2 separate regions of the Sus scrofa genome follow, and region 2 is linked to region 1. The links are chromatin contacts, called in public HiChIP or PLAC-seq maps. All regions are on one chromosome and are shown on one strand. The core of a region is the stretch at or near the end of the contact, and the rest is flanking DNA. Distances in the headings are between cores, read along the strand shown. Region 1 holds the start of RAB11FIP5 (rab11 family-interacting protein 5). Region 2 holds the start of SFXN5 (sideroflexin-5).

Region 1 (6,014 bases), core at 2,904-5,403:
TTCGCTGACCATCAACCATGCCCAGGAACCACACTAGGTCTTTTAACTGCATACTCATTTCATCCCTTACATCATCCTTGTGAAGGTATAAATTAGACCCATTTTACAGATGAGAAAACTGAGGAACAAAGGGATTACATGACTGGCCACAAGGCGGCAGGTGTGGGAAGGGAACCTTCAACTCCACCAGGCCCCTCTTCTTAACCAGGAGACTGCCTTTCCCCAGTTCAGTCTTGGCAACTCACTGCTGTCATCTGCTCTCCCTGAGACCACGACAGCTGGTTCCTGGAGTTAAAGAGTGGGTACTGTTCTTTGCCACCACTATCCAAAGCTGAGGAGGGCACACCCCAGTCCTCTCCCCACTGGAAAATGTGCAGACTCACTGTCTGAGCAGCTCAGGCCAAGGTGCTCCAGGAAAGGCCACCAAGAGTGGCCATTAGAGCCAGAGGCGGAAGGTGCAGACCAGAGCGGGGCAGCAGCCCTCACCCTCTATCAGTGGCCATGTCCAGTAAACTAAAGGATCAGGCTGATTTCATAGATTTTTCTGCTGCCCACCACAAGTCCCCCTCCTCCTGCCCCCTCCAGTTTCTATAAATAACCCAGGTCAGTGCTCAGAGGAAAGGCAGCTAGGTGGGTGTGGAAAGATCCTGGTGGAAAACATGACTTCTATAAAGTAAATTAAGGCTCCCATTCAGATCAAGGGGTGCTAAGTCAAATTCTCCAAGAGGGACTGTCCTTGGCTGAAAACAGGCGCACATGGGCCTTCAGGCAGACGGCTCAGTTAAGGAAGATGCAGAGCCCAGAGGAAAGCAAGAGCAGGAACTGAAAAAAATCCACACCCTCCCCCCAATCCTGCAAGTCAATGACCTCACAGAAGCCCTTCCCCACAAGTCTAAAGACTTTTTTTGTTTGCCCCCCAGTCCCCCTCTTGCCTCCCCTCTAGTCTCCCCCTCCCCCTGCTCCCTGCCCCAGATGTGTTATTTGCCAGCCTGCTCAGATTAGCTGAGAGATGGAGATTCAAGGACTGGGAAAGACAGGGGTGGAATGAAATTGAGAACAGGAGGCTCTTTGGAAAAAGGGCTAAGAGAGCCAGAGGAGAGCCTTCTGCCCACCCGCAACTTCCTTGGGCTCCCTGAGCCAGGCAGGAGGGAAAGGACAGAAAAGAAGAGGAAAAAACAAAACAAGGGCCAAACTACACCACAGGATCCCACACCCAGCAACCAAATAGCAAGTCATGAGGGAAGGAGAGAAGGCCAGGGGAGGGGAAGAGGGAGCTAGGTCACAGCCCTGCTGGGACCTGCCCTGTGCTAATCTGCTTCCCACCCCAGCCCCAAAGGGCCATGAAGGCCCTCTCTACCCACATTTTTTAAATGTTCAAGGTCAGACAGATCCTTTTCTATCCCAATCCTGCTTTCATTTGGGTCTGTAGCAGGCTCGTCCTTCTCCAGCAAAGCTTCCTAGATTTACTCAGCTGAATGCCTTGGGCAAACCTTTCCAGCACCACTACACACACTGGGTACACTCCTGCTTCCAACCCCTTACCCTCCCTATCGAGGGCCCCACAGGGTCTAGGGGTGGCGTCACCTCAGTTAACCACTTGAGTGATCCACAGCAGGTTGTCAGCCCTGGGGACTGGCTTCCAGAACCTGCCCAAGCCCAAAACAGGAAATGAGGCTCCAAGTCTGAAGCCTTGATCTTAACACAGGGAAAGTTAAACGCTGCCAAAATAAATGATTTTTTTAAAAACCTACTGGTAAACCCACTGGCCCTTCTAGGTAAACGTGACTGGGCGATGACCTCCTGCTGTGCATGAACCACAGGCTGCTCCACCTCCAACAGGAGGCTTGAAACCGACTAAAGGGTTTCCTCCCTTTCCTTAGAGGTTCTCCTGCTCTCAGACGGGGACACAGAGGGCCAGACAAGAGGGCGTCTCTAAGCAGCAGAGGGCATCCAAGTACCAGGCAAGATGCAGATGCCCTCTGCAGTTCTAGATCTGGTGGGGCGCTTCCGTTCAATCTCGCCCTCCAGGACAACACAGCACCTTCCTTCCCCCACAGGGCGAGGCAGTGCCTCTCCGCTCCCCTGCGGGCCTGGCTTGGAACAGGCAATTCGCCTCCCCTTCCAGGAAAGTGAGACAAGCCCATAGGCCCTAGGAATGGCCCCAAGATCCTCCTTGAGGTTCCCGCAGTCCACGCATCTCTGGATTCCACTCCTAACTTTACTTGGCAATCTACCCCTAACAGTAGACCACCATTCTCACCTACCCCAGGCCTCTCAAGGACCCACCAGGGGCCAAGCACTGACCAGCGCAAATTTGGCGATCTCATGGGGACCCGGATATGCGAAGAATCAACTTGTCCGTTCACGCCCTTGAGCGCGAGGCAGAAGGGCGCACCGCCCGGGCAGAGATTCGGGGTCCTGCGTCCTCCAGCCCCGCCCGGCGAGGCCTTTAACCGTTTCCGCGTCCCCGCGCCCCTCACTCACTGAGTGTGCTGGGCGCGGCCTGCGCCGAAGACCTCGTCCAGCGCCACCGTGGCCTGGCCTAGGAACTTGTCGACGCCGATGAGCGAGCGGTGCATGGTGGTGAGTACCAGCTGGCAGGCGGCTGCAGAGCCCGTGGCCCAGGGCGCTGGGCCCGCGTCCGCCTCCTGCGCCCGCAGAAGGCCGTCCAGGGCGCCGGGCGGCAGCTCGAAGGAGCATTCCTCGCGCCACTCGGGGCAGCCCGGCGTCTTCTCCACCACCGACGTACTGTACTTCTCGCGGCCCACCTGGATCACCGTGTACGCGTCGCTGGTGCTGCCCGCGCCCGAGCTCTTGCCCCGCAGCCCGCGGGCCCGCAGCACCGTCACCTGGACGTGCGTGGGTAGCCAGCGGGAGGGCCCCGCCGCCGGCTCGGCGCCCCGCACCAGGGCCATGGCGGGGGAAGCGGCGGCGAGCGAGGACTGACCGAACCCGGCGTAGACACCCGGACAAAATGAGAAACTGGGCAGCGGCAGAGGGCAGTGAGGAGCCGGCTCCAAGCGCCGCTGCCGCCCTCACACCCGGCCGCCGCTGCAGCTGCGGGCTAGGCTGGGCCGAGCCGGCCGCCGCCTCCCCGCCTCCCTGGCAGCCGGCCGCGCCGCGACGTCAGCGCCCCGCCTCCCGCCCCGCCCAGCGGCCGGTGACCCGCGACTCGCGACTCGGACCAGGACCCGCGCGGCGGTGCGGCAGAGCTGGGGGACACGGACCACCACGCCCTCGCCCCGCAGCCGCAGACCCTCCAGGAGCTGGAGGGCCGCGGGGCGCTTTGCGAACCGGGGGCGGGGCGCGCGGCCTCCGCAGAGAGCGGGGCGGAGCTCCGGCGTTGGTCCCGCCCCTACTGGGGGCGCCAGGGAAACCCTGCCTCGCCTGGGGGCTCCGCTGCACCCTCAGCGGGGTATGAAATGCCCGCTCCGCGTCTCCTGGCCAATCCCCACTCTTCCTTCAAGACGTCCAAGCTCCGGAAAGCCCTCGCCCTCAAACTGCCCCGCCCCTCCCGGGATAGTCATCCCCTTGACGCTGGCTAGTGGGCGTGTTGCGGACCCGGGCTGCCCCTCTCAACTCGAGTGGCTCTCTCCCTCTTCCAGCCTGCCCTTTCGGGGAAAGATGCCCGATGGAACCAGAAGCGGTTCCCGCTACGCCACATGATGGCCCCGCGTCAGAAACCTGAAAGCGGATGAGCTGCCGCTGTCTCCCACCTCCCCGCGCCAAAGGCGGCCAGAACCCGGCGCGGGAGTCCACGAAGCTGGGCTCGCCCTCGGCGGACACTGCGGCGCAGAGCAGAGTGATGAATAAATGACTAACCACATCAATATTTAAGCTTTCACCCGGAGCGCTGGGGCTCGTGCGTCACGAGTTGGCAGAAATTCTAGGCTCTGGTGGGGGTGTAAGTAGGCACTTATTAAGCGCCTACTATGTGCAGAGCCGCGGGTGTTGCTTGCGCTTGGTTTATTGGTAAGAATGATAACGATGGTTAATAATCACAGATCCTGAATTTCAGCCAGTACTGGCTGGTTCGTGTGCTTTATATACTGTACCTCATTTTACACCCAAAGCAACTCTGGGGGTGAGTATGGATTTTATCCATATTTTCCAGAAGATAAAGTTGCAGCTTAGAGAAAGTAACCTGCTCAAGATCCGTAGCTGCCAGAGGTGGGAAAATTTGTGCTTTTTTTTTTTTTTTTTTTTTTAACTTTCAGAGCCTATATTAAAAGTAATGTTTTTAAAATAACATATAACATACAGATTTTTTTAAAAAATCAGGACAGAAAGGCTTATGATGAAAAGCAAAAAACTCCCTCTCTACCCCTCACTCCAGGGATAACCACTTACAGTCATTTGTATTTCAGGCCTGGTGGTTGCCTCCATATGTCTACACAAAATGCTTACACAGCTATGTCTTGCTTTATCGGGACTTTATCTATTGTCTTCCTGCTATGATGGATAATGATTTAGCTCACACACCCACTTCCCTCCCTCAATCTTGTGTAGTTATACTTTTTTTTTTTTTTAAGTTCTTCTCTTGGATATATTGATAGCGGAAACCTTTATTTTTTCCTGGGGAGAAAACCTCTTGAGTTTTTATGCTGTGGGAGGAGGATGCCAAAATCCCCACTTTCCAGGCCATGTCCTCTACCAGGAATATGGTCGTAGGTGAGACCCACAGGTTCATATGTACTACAGGCTTCTTGACAGTCTTCCACCTTAATTGTGATCAGAATAGGGTGGTGAGTCCTTGGCACTGCGCCCTGTAGCCCAACATCCCTGTGGACAGCACCTAACTTTGGAGACAGCTAGATCTGCCTTTGGATCTTGGCTCTCTGCCCCTTAGCAACAGTGAGATTTGAAGATTAAGGCAGCTCTCCTAACCTCCTTAGCCCTTATTTCCTCATCTAGAAAATGGGGATAAGATTCCTACTTCAAACAATTGCAGAGAAGATTACATGAAAAAAATAGTTGTCAAAGATGGTAATGCAGTGGAGACCATCACAAATGATCTCAAGGCATCTGAACATCATATGCATTTTTTCCTGATTATAAAAGTAATTTGGAAAATACAGAAATATAAAGAAGGAAATAAAAATGGGTTAGATCTCACCATTCAGAAAGACACTGTTAACAATACGTTGTATTTCTTTCCAGTCTTTTCTCTATGCTATATGTTGTTGTTTTGTATGCATCATGGTTGAGACAACTGTAGTGCAGTGGTTAAGCCTGTGGACTGTGGAGTCCTGGTTCTATCATTTACTTTATGTATGTTATCTCATTTACCCCTGAAGACAACCATTTAAGGCAGCTGCTATTACTATTCTCAGTTTCACTGATGAGGAAACTAAAGCAGAGAGAGCTTGGATAATTTTTCCCAAGTTTCTATCTGGAAAATTGCAGAGACTGGACTTGAACTTCAGGTACTCCGGCCTATGGTACTCCGCCGTCACACTTGCTTGTTGGTCATCTAAGCCCTACATCATTTGAAATCAGGAAAGCAGGAAGTGTTGTCATATCTATTTTACAGATGAAGAAATTGAGGTCTAAAAGAGGTTAACAGACTTACCCAAGGTTACAGAGTCAGGATGAAACCCCTACTCTAAGAATGGATTCCCCAAAGTCTTTGCAAATGATGATATGGTTACCAGACCACAGCTAACATATATTTGTCACTGTCCTTTAATGGTTGTTTCCTCTGTTTCTTAGCACTCCAACAGGACCAACTCCCTCCTCCCACCCAACTCCCTCCCCCTCCCCTTTCCCTGTAGGGCAGCAAGACTCCCCGAAAGGGCAAGAGAGAACTCCTGCCCTCCTTCCCCCTGCCCTGGCGGGCACAGTTTGGCAAGCTCAGGCTTCCTGCTGGCCCACGATTGCAGCTGCAAGAGGACAGTAAAGCCAGGCAGGGTTCCCTGCAGGTCAGTTGGCCCTAGGAGAAAGTGCGGGCTGTGCTAGCTGTCTGTGGTTGAGAAAACAGCAGAAACGCTGAAGACATGAGATCTTGGGGTGTT
Region 2 (5,596 bases), core at 1,720-4,219, 44 kb before region 1:
GTGGAGGTTCTCCTGGAGGAAGAAGATGTCAGCAGGAGTGGGACATGCAGCCCTTCAAAACAGGTCTTTTGGAGTTCCCTGGTAGCCTGGTGGTTAAGAATCTGGCATTGTCACTGCTGTGGGCTCAAGTTACTGCTGTGGCTCGGGATCACTCCCTGGCCTGGGAACTTATATGTGCTGTGAAGGTGCCTATATATATATATATATATATATATATATATATATATATATGAAGGGGGGGAAGCCACTGGAAAGTGTGTATGTTGACAGAGAGGGTGGGGAGTCACCAGATCAGAATTGCATTGCTGGAACTCTGCCATGAGGAAGAGGAAGAGATTGGAAGGGGGCCAGAGTGGAGAAAGGGAGACCAGTTAGGAGGCTTCTGCAGTGGCTCAGGAGCTAGGTGATGGGGGCGTGGTCTAGGATTCTAGCAGTAGAGACAGTAGATTTGAGAGCTGTCTGAGATAAAACTTTGGGCCTCTGGTTGTATTTAGAGGGTGAAGGAGAGGAAAGCAAGCATACTGGTGACTCCCAGGTTTTTGGGAGTCAACTGGCTGGCGGGTTGGGCTGCCACACAGGCAGGGAGTGGCGTGGGAGGACAGATTCGGAGGAAAGAGAAGTTCCTTAACATGAATGAATATCACATGCACTGTGCTTTATGCAGGGCACTATGCGGGAGGAGCGGTGCTTCAAAAGCAAATATACCACTTACTGCCCTCAAGAGTGGTGCAAAAACGTACCAGTAATGACTGCCTGAACAGAGTAGCCTCAGATGTGCATTTATGATACATATGTTTGACTGGGTTACTTTGCTGTACAGCAGAAATTGACACAACACTGATATCAAATATGCTTTAATTTTTTTTTTTAATGTGCATTTATGGCTTCAGTGGTGATCACAGCAAAGGCCTCAGTCATTAAGGCCACTAGAAGGTTCTCAAGTGTCTGTCATGTGACTGAATGTCCCAGAACAGGTACAGGGAGAAAAACAACCCACAAATCTTTATTCAGTACATTACTAGCCCATCTCAGGGTAGGATGGAGACAAGGAAAAGGCAAGATCACCCTTCCCCTCCCAAAAGGTGTGCACAGGGGTTGACGAGACCAAGAAATCAGACACAAAAGTACTAGAGGACCACAGGGCTGGCTGACCTTTGAGGATCCTATTTGGGGTGCCAAAGAGGCAGGCAGGAGGGAGACCTGGCCCCACCAGGGGGTAAGTCACAGAGGTAGAAGGGAGGAAGTATTTAGGAGGAGGCGGGCTTAACTCAGTCTTGAAGGAGGAGTAGGATGTGTGTGGAGGGCGTGGAAGGCGGTTAGTCCCCCAGCCCCCAAAGGCCATACTAGGTGGCACCCTGCCCTGGGAGGATGACAAGAGTCTTGCCTCAGATACCTACATGCTGAGATCTTTTTTTAAGGATTAAAGTCCTGCTTTAGAACAACGGGACATTTTCTCAGAAGGCGCAAAGGCACAACTCCTTAATTATCAGCAAAGCTCAGTGCGCCACTCTGCTGGAAGCCGTCCCTCTCCCACCACCATCAAAACCACCAACCAACCACGCACCGACCTTTGTGCAATTTCCTTTTCTTCCTGCAAACTTCTATCTGTCCACCTCCACGAGGCAAGCCTGGTTCACTATAATCGAGTCTCTTTGCCCCTTTTCCTAACAATCTTCATTTCCTTAGCGCTGGAGGCAGCAGGTCACCGGGGTCTGCAGCGTGAGAACGGCCCCTCCCAGCCTCCAGCCCGGGCTGTATATCTGATCTGCGGGCTCGACCCCAGTCTTCTGGGCCGAGGGCGAGTTAGCGACGCCGTGTCGGGGATCCCGAAGGAAAGAGACCACTGTCACCGTGCCCCCAAGAATCATATCCAGTCGGACAGAGCCAAGCGCTCGACGGCGACAGGGCCCAGGTGAGAGAGACCCTCCGTAGAGGTCGCAGAGGGGAAGGGGGCTGGGACGGGCTCCCGGGGACACGGACCCTCCCACCTGCCTTCCCCCGGGATGACACAGCGTTTCCTCGGTACCCAGGCTCTTCCCCCACGTCCTCGCTCCATCTCCGGCAGGGCACCAGCCGGCCGACTATCTGCGTCAGCGTGTCCCCCGCCAGAAGGGACAGGGGTCACTGAGGGGCGGGCACCCTAGGCTCGAGGCCCTAACCCATCGCGCACCGCGAAACCAGCTTGGGGTGGAGGGCTGGGAGCGGGGCCGCGGGGCCCCGATGCAGCCCAGAGGCTCCGTGAGCGCTCAGAAAGAATGTCAGTCACCACCCGGGGAAAAAGTTAGAAGGCATCTAGGCCATGCCAACTTCTCATCCAGGGCCAGACTCAACTTTCCACCTGAAGTGCACGGCAGCACTGCCCAAGCGACCCTGCATTAGAAGCTCGCACCCTGGAGCTCTGATCCCGGGCCGCGGCGGGCAGTGGCCAATCACAGAGCGCCTCGGGAGGCAAAGGCTGGAGGGTGCGGGCCGCTGGGGAGTGACGGCGCGGATGGCCAATAGAGAGCTAAGGTGGGAGCCCTCGCCCACCCCGTTGACCAATGAGAAAGAGGCAGCTCTGGCCAAGGTCCCCTGAAGCAGTAGCTGCAAGCTCCCGGGTGGCCGCGGGTTGGAGACCCTGGGGCCAAAGAGGATTTTGGAGAAGAGTTTGCTCGCCCTCCCTATGCCACCCACCGGCCCGCAAACCACAATCCGGTCCTCACCTGCTGGAAGCGGGGCTTGCCCAGCTGGAAAGGAGGTGCATCGGTCGAGGCGTTAGCGGCACTAGCCGCCGCTGCCGATGCTGTAGTCGCTGTATCCGCCATGGCCACTGACGCCCGCAATCTCCGGCCCTTTTAAAATGTCCCTCCTCGGCCCCCGCCACAGCTGCCTCTCCCGATTGGCCATAAGCAACCGCAGCGAGCCGGAGGCGCAAGGGGTTGTGGGGAGTGTAGTTTTTCTCGTCATGGAACTTGACACCCCCAGACAGCGGAGAGTTGCAAGGACTTAGACCAGGTCTCGGTTCAGGCAGCTGATTTTCCGGGCTTCGGCAGTCCGGCAAGAGTGTGCGTACCCGACTCTAAGGTCTCGATAGGGGACCACCGGGAGACCCCTCGCTGCTTCCACGCGACCAGAAGTTTGAGTTGCTGCAGTGGGTGTCGCTCCTGGAGCTGCAGCCCAGAAGAGTCCTAGTGAAGTGGAGCTGACCCTTGGACCAGATGGGCAAAGACTCCAGACGGAGTAGGATTATCTTGGGAGGATTTCTACAAAGAATTGCACTGCGGAATCTTCATGCGGATTCTACCGTCGCTACCCTGCCCCTCGATGCTCTCCAGCCACCGTGATACTCAGTTCCTGGAGCAAGCTGGGTGCTTGCCGCCACTTCCCCTTGAACATTCCCTGCCCAGAGGAACTTAACTTTTTATCTTCGCCTGACTTCAGCCTAAACATTGCATTTTCCGATCCTCACCCTGCTTCCGCAAAATCCACTATGTGCTCCTAGAGTAGCCAGCACTTTCCTTTTACAGCCCTTGCATTTATATTTATGGTTTTGAGTATCTGCCTTTCCTACTGTGAGAGCCACAGGGCAGAAGTTGTGACTTTTTGATTAAGTCCTTAGTGCTGGCAGGAGTGGGCTCACAGAAGGGGCTCAAATATTTGCTGCTTTATGAGTTAAACAGCAGGGGCTTAGCCCTGGCAACCTCTACTTTCCTCTGGCCAACCACATATCTCTCCTGGGCCTAATTCCTGGGCAGCAAGAGAACTGGGAGTGGGCGGTGAGGTTCAGAAGTGCTTAACAAGCACCAGTACCAAGGACTTTAGGTAAGGGGAGCAGGCAGACAGTAGAGCAAGGCACCAGTGTGGATAGTGCACACACTCATGCAGAATAGAGTAGCAGATTCCCAGCTGAATTATCTGGTCAGTGAGCCAGACTCAGGGAGGATAGAGGGCGAGCTGCCTGTTTTGCCCCAAAGGGCAGCAGGAACGTCTGGTTTTGACCTCAGGGAACCTCTCCCCACCCTCCACCCCCAGGCTCCTTAGGCTTATGGTGAAGTGCAAGTTTGGCTCGTGCCTTCTGGACACTGCATGATTTGTAGCAGTGAATTCTTCATCCAGGTTAAATCACAAGGAATGGAACTTACTAGCTGAGAGAGATTCTAGCTGGGCGAGGAAGAACCATTTGTATCTTGGATTTGTATCGCATCTTTCCCTACTAGACTAAGAAGCTTGAGAGTAGGAATCAAGCCTTTTATAAACCCTCTGCATTCCCCACATTACTCAATATGTGTGGGTATCCTGGAAATGAGAAAGACTGCGTCCAGCCCACTGGCCAACACTGTGCTGCTGCCTCTGAGGTTAGGACAGGGGCGATGTCATCTAAGAACCCCATCATCTGGATTTAAGCTTCCTTCTCTCCCAGGAAGCCTTTCATATACTTATCCAAAGAGTAACACAACAGAGCCACCTGCAGTATGTTAATTTTTTATTCTTCATAAAGTGCTCAAAACATGAAGAACAAGCTCTTTATAAACAGGAGGTACACCTAGGAAGACAAAAGCAAAGCAGAACTGTGCCTGCTCCCTGCCCACGCCACCTGCAACTCTCCTCCAAGTTGTGGCTAGGAGCAGAAACAGCCGACAAGAACCCTGGGCTGCAACTCAGAACTCTTCTGAAGGCATCCCTGTCCTGGGCACTTTGGAAGCCCATGATCAAGGGTGAGTGGAAGACCAGGGTCTGGACCTGAACAGGGCCCAGAGGAACATCTCATGGAAAAGTGATCCCCTTCCTCCTGGAGAGAGACCCATCCAACCCCCCATGACCACCCAAAGTCTTGAGCACCTGCGGACACTCCTCAACTTTGACGAGGGGTTCTTAAGGTAGATAGCAGGACAGGGGTTTTCCCCCTGCGCGGGGCTCCTCTGCTTCATCCCGGCAGAAGGAAGACGTCACCTACAGAGCACATCACCTTCCAAGGCTTCCCAAGGGATCCCACAGGCCGTCTCAGGAAGAAGGGGTGGTCTCAGGAACTCTCACCTCCTCCGGGGACCAAAGATAGCCCCTTCAGCCACCTCGCCTCCTCACCCCACACTGTTTGCTAAGCAGAGTGCCCCCAGCCCAGATGCCCTGCAAGTGCCATGGGGAAGCCTGTCGTGTTTTCTGGGAGCAAACCAGAGGCAGGGCCAAAGGACAGACACTTTGTTTCAAAGTGCACTGCAGCCAAGCCAGGCAAGGCCATGGGGCGGGAGGGACAGGCTGGTCAGCAGCTAGTGGAGGGATGGGAGGGCAGCAGAGGCTTTCTCTAAGTGTACGCAGAGTAGGACCTCCCTCTTGCAGAGTGTAGTTTTTATCTTAGGATCTTTATCAACTGGGGTTGAGGGAGGAGGAGAGGAGGGCAGGGAGGCTGAGGCAGCAGCAGCAGCAGCTTGGCTAGACCCTTAGTTGAAATGAATTCTCGGCGAGGGCAGAGTGTGCAGCAGGGCTGCCCCCATTCTCCTTTCCCACCCCCACGGCCCCAACAGATCCAACCCCGTGTGCTCAATGGGAAGGGAGGGGGACCCCACCATGGGGGAGAGGTCTACATCCAGAGGCTTTGGACCCCACCCACAAAAGGCACATT

What was found. HiChIP or PLAC-seq counts read pairs in DNA pulled down with a chosen protein or histone mark.
Region 2: a contact with region 1 is called in an H3K27ac HiChIP or PLAC-seq map of skeletal muscle. The contact joins the promoter of SFXN5 here to the promoter of RAB11FIP5 in region 1. A contact is called at or near these places in 1 of 47 Hi-C or Micro-C datasets (heart right ventricle) and 2 of 2 datasets of contacts at active chromatin or transcription factors (alveolar macrophages and skeletal muscle).

What each region holds. Positions count from the first base shown.
Region 1 is chr3:69,654,799-69,660,812 of Sscrofa11.1, reverse strand. RAB11FIP5 (rab11 family-interacting protein 5) reads right to left here and starts at 4,153. Exons shown (of 6, transcript XM_021087380.1): 1 at 3,685-4,153. The coding sequence starts at 3,827.
Region 2 is chr3:69,698,394-69,703,989 of Sscrofa11.1, reverse strand. It overlaps SFXN5 (sideroflexin-5), which reads right to left and starts at 2,969. Exons shown (of 14, transcript XM_003354772.5): 1 at 2,703-2,969. The coding sequence starts at 2,804. It overlaps LOC106509786 (a long non-coding RNA gene), which reads left to right. Exons shown (of 3, transcript XR_002342573.1): 1 at 1-1,216; 2 at 1,687-1,912; 3 at 3,007-4,899. It overlaps RAB11FIP5 (rab11 family-interacting protein 5), which reads right to left. Exons shown (of 6, transcript XM_021087380.1): 6 at 4,450-5,596.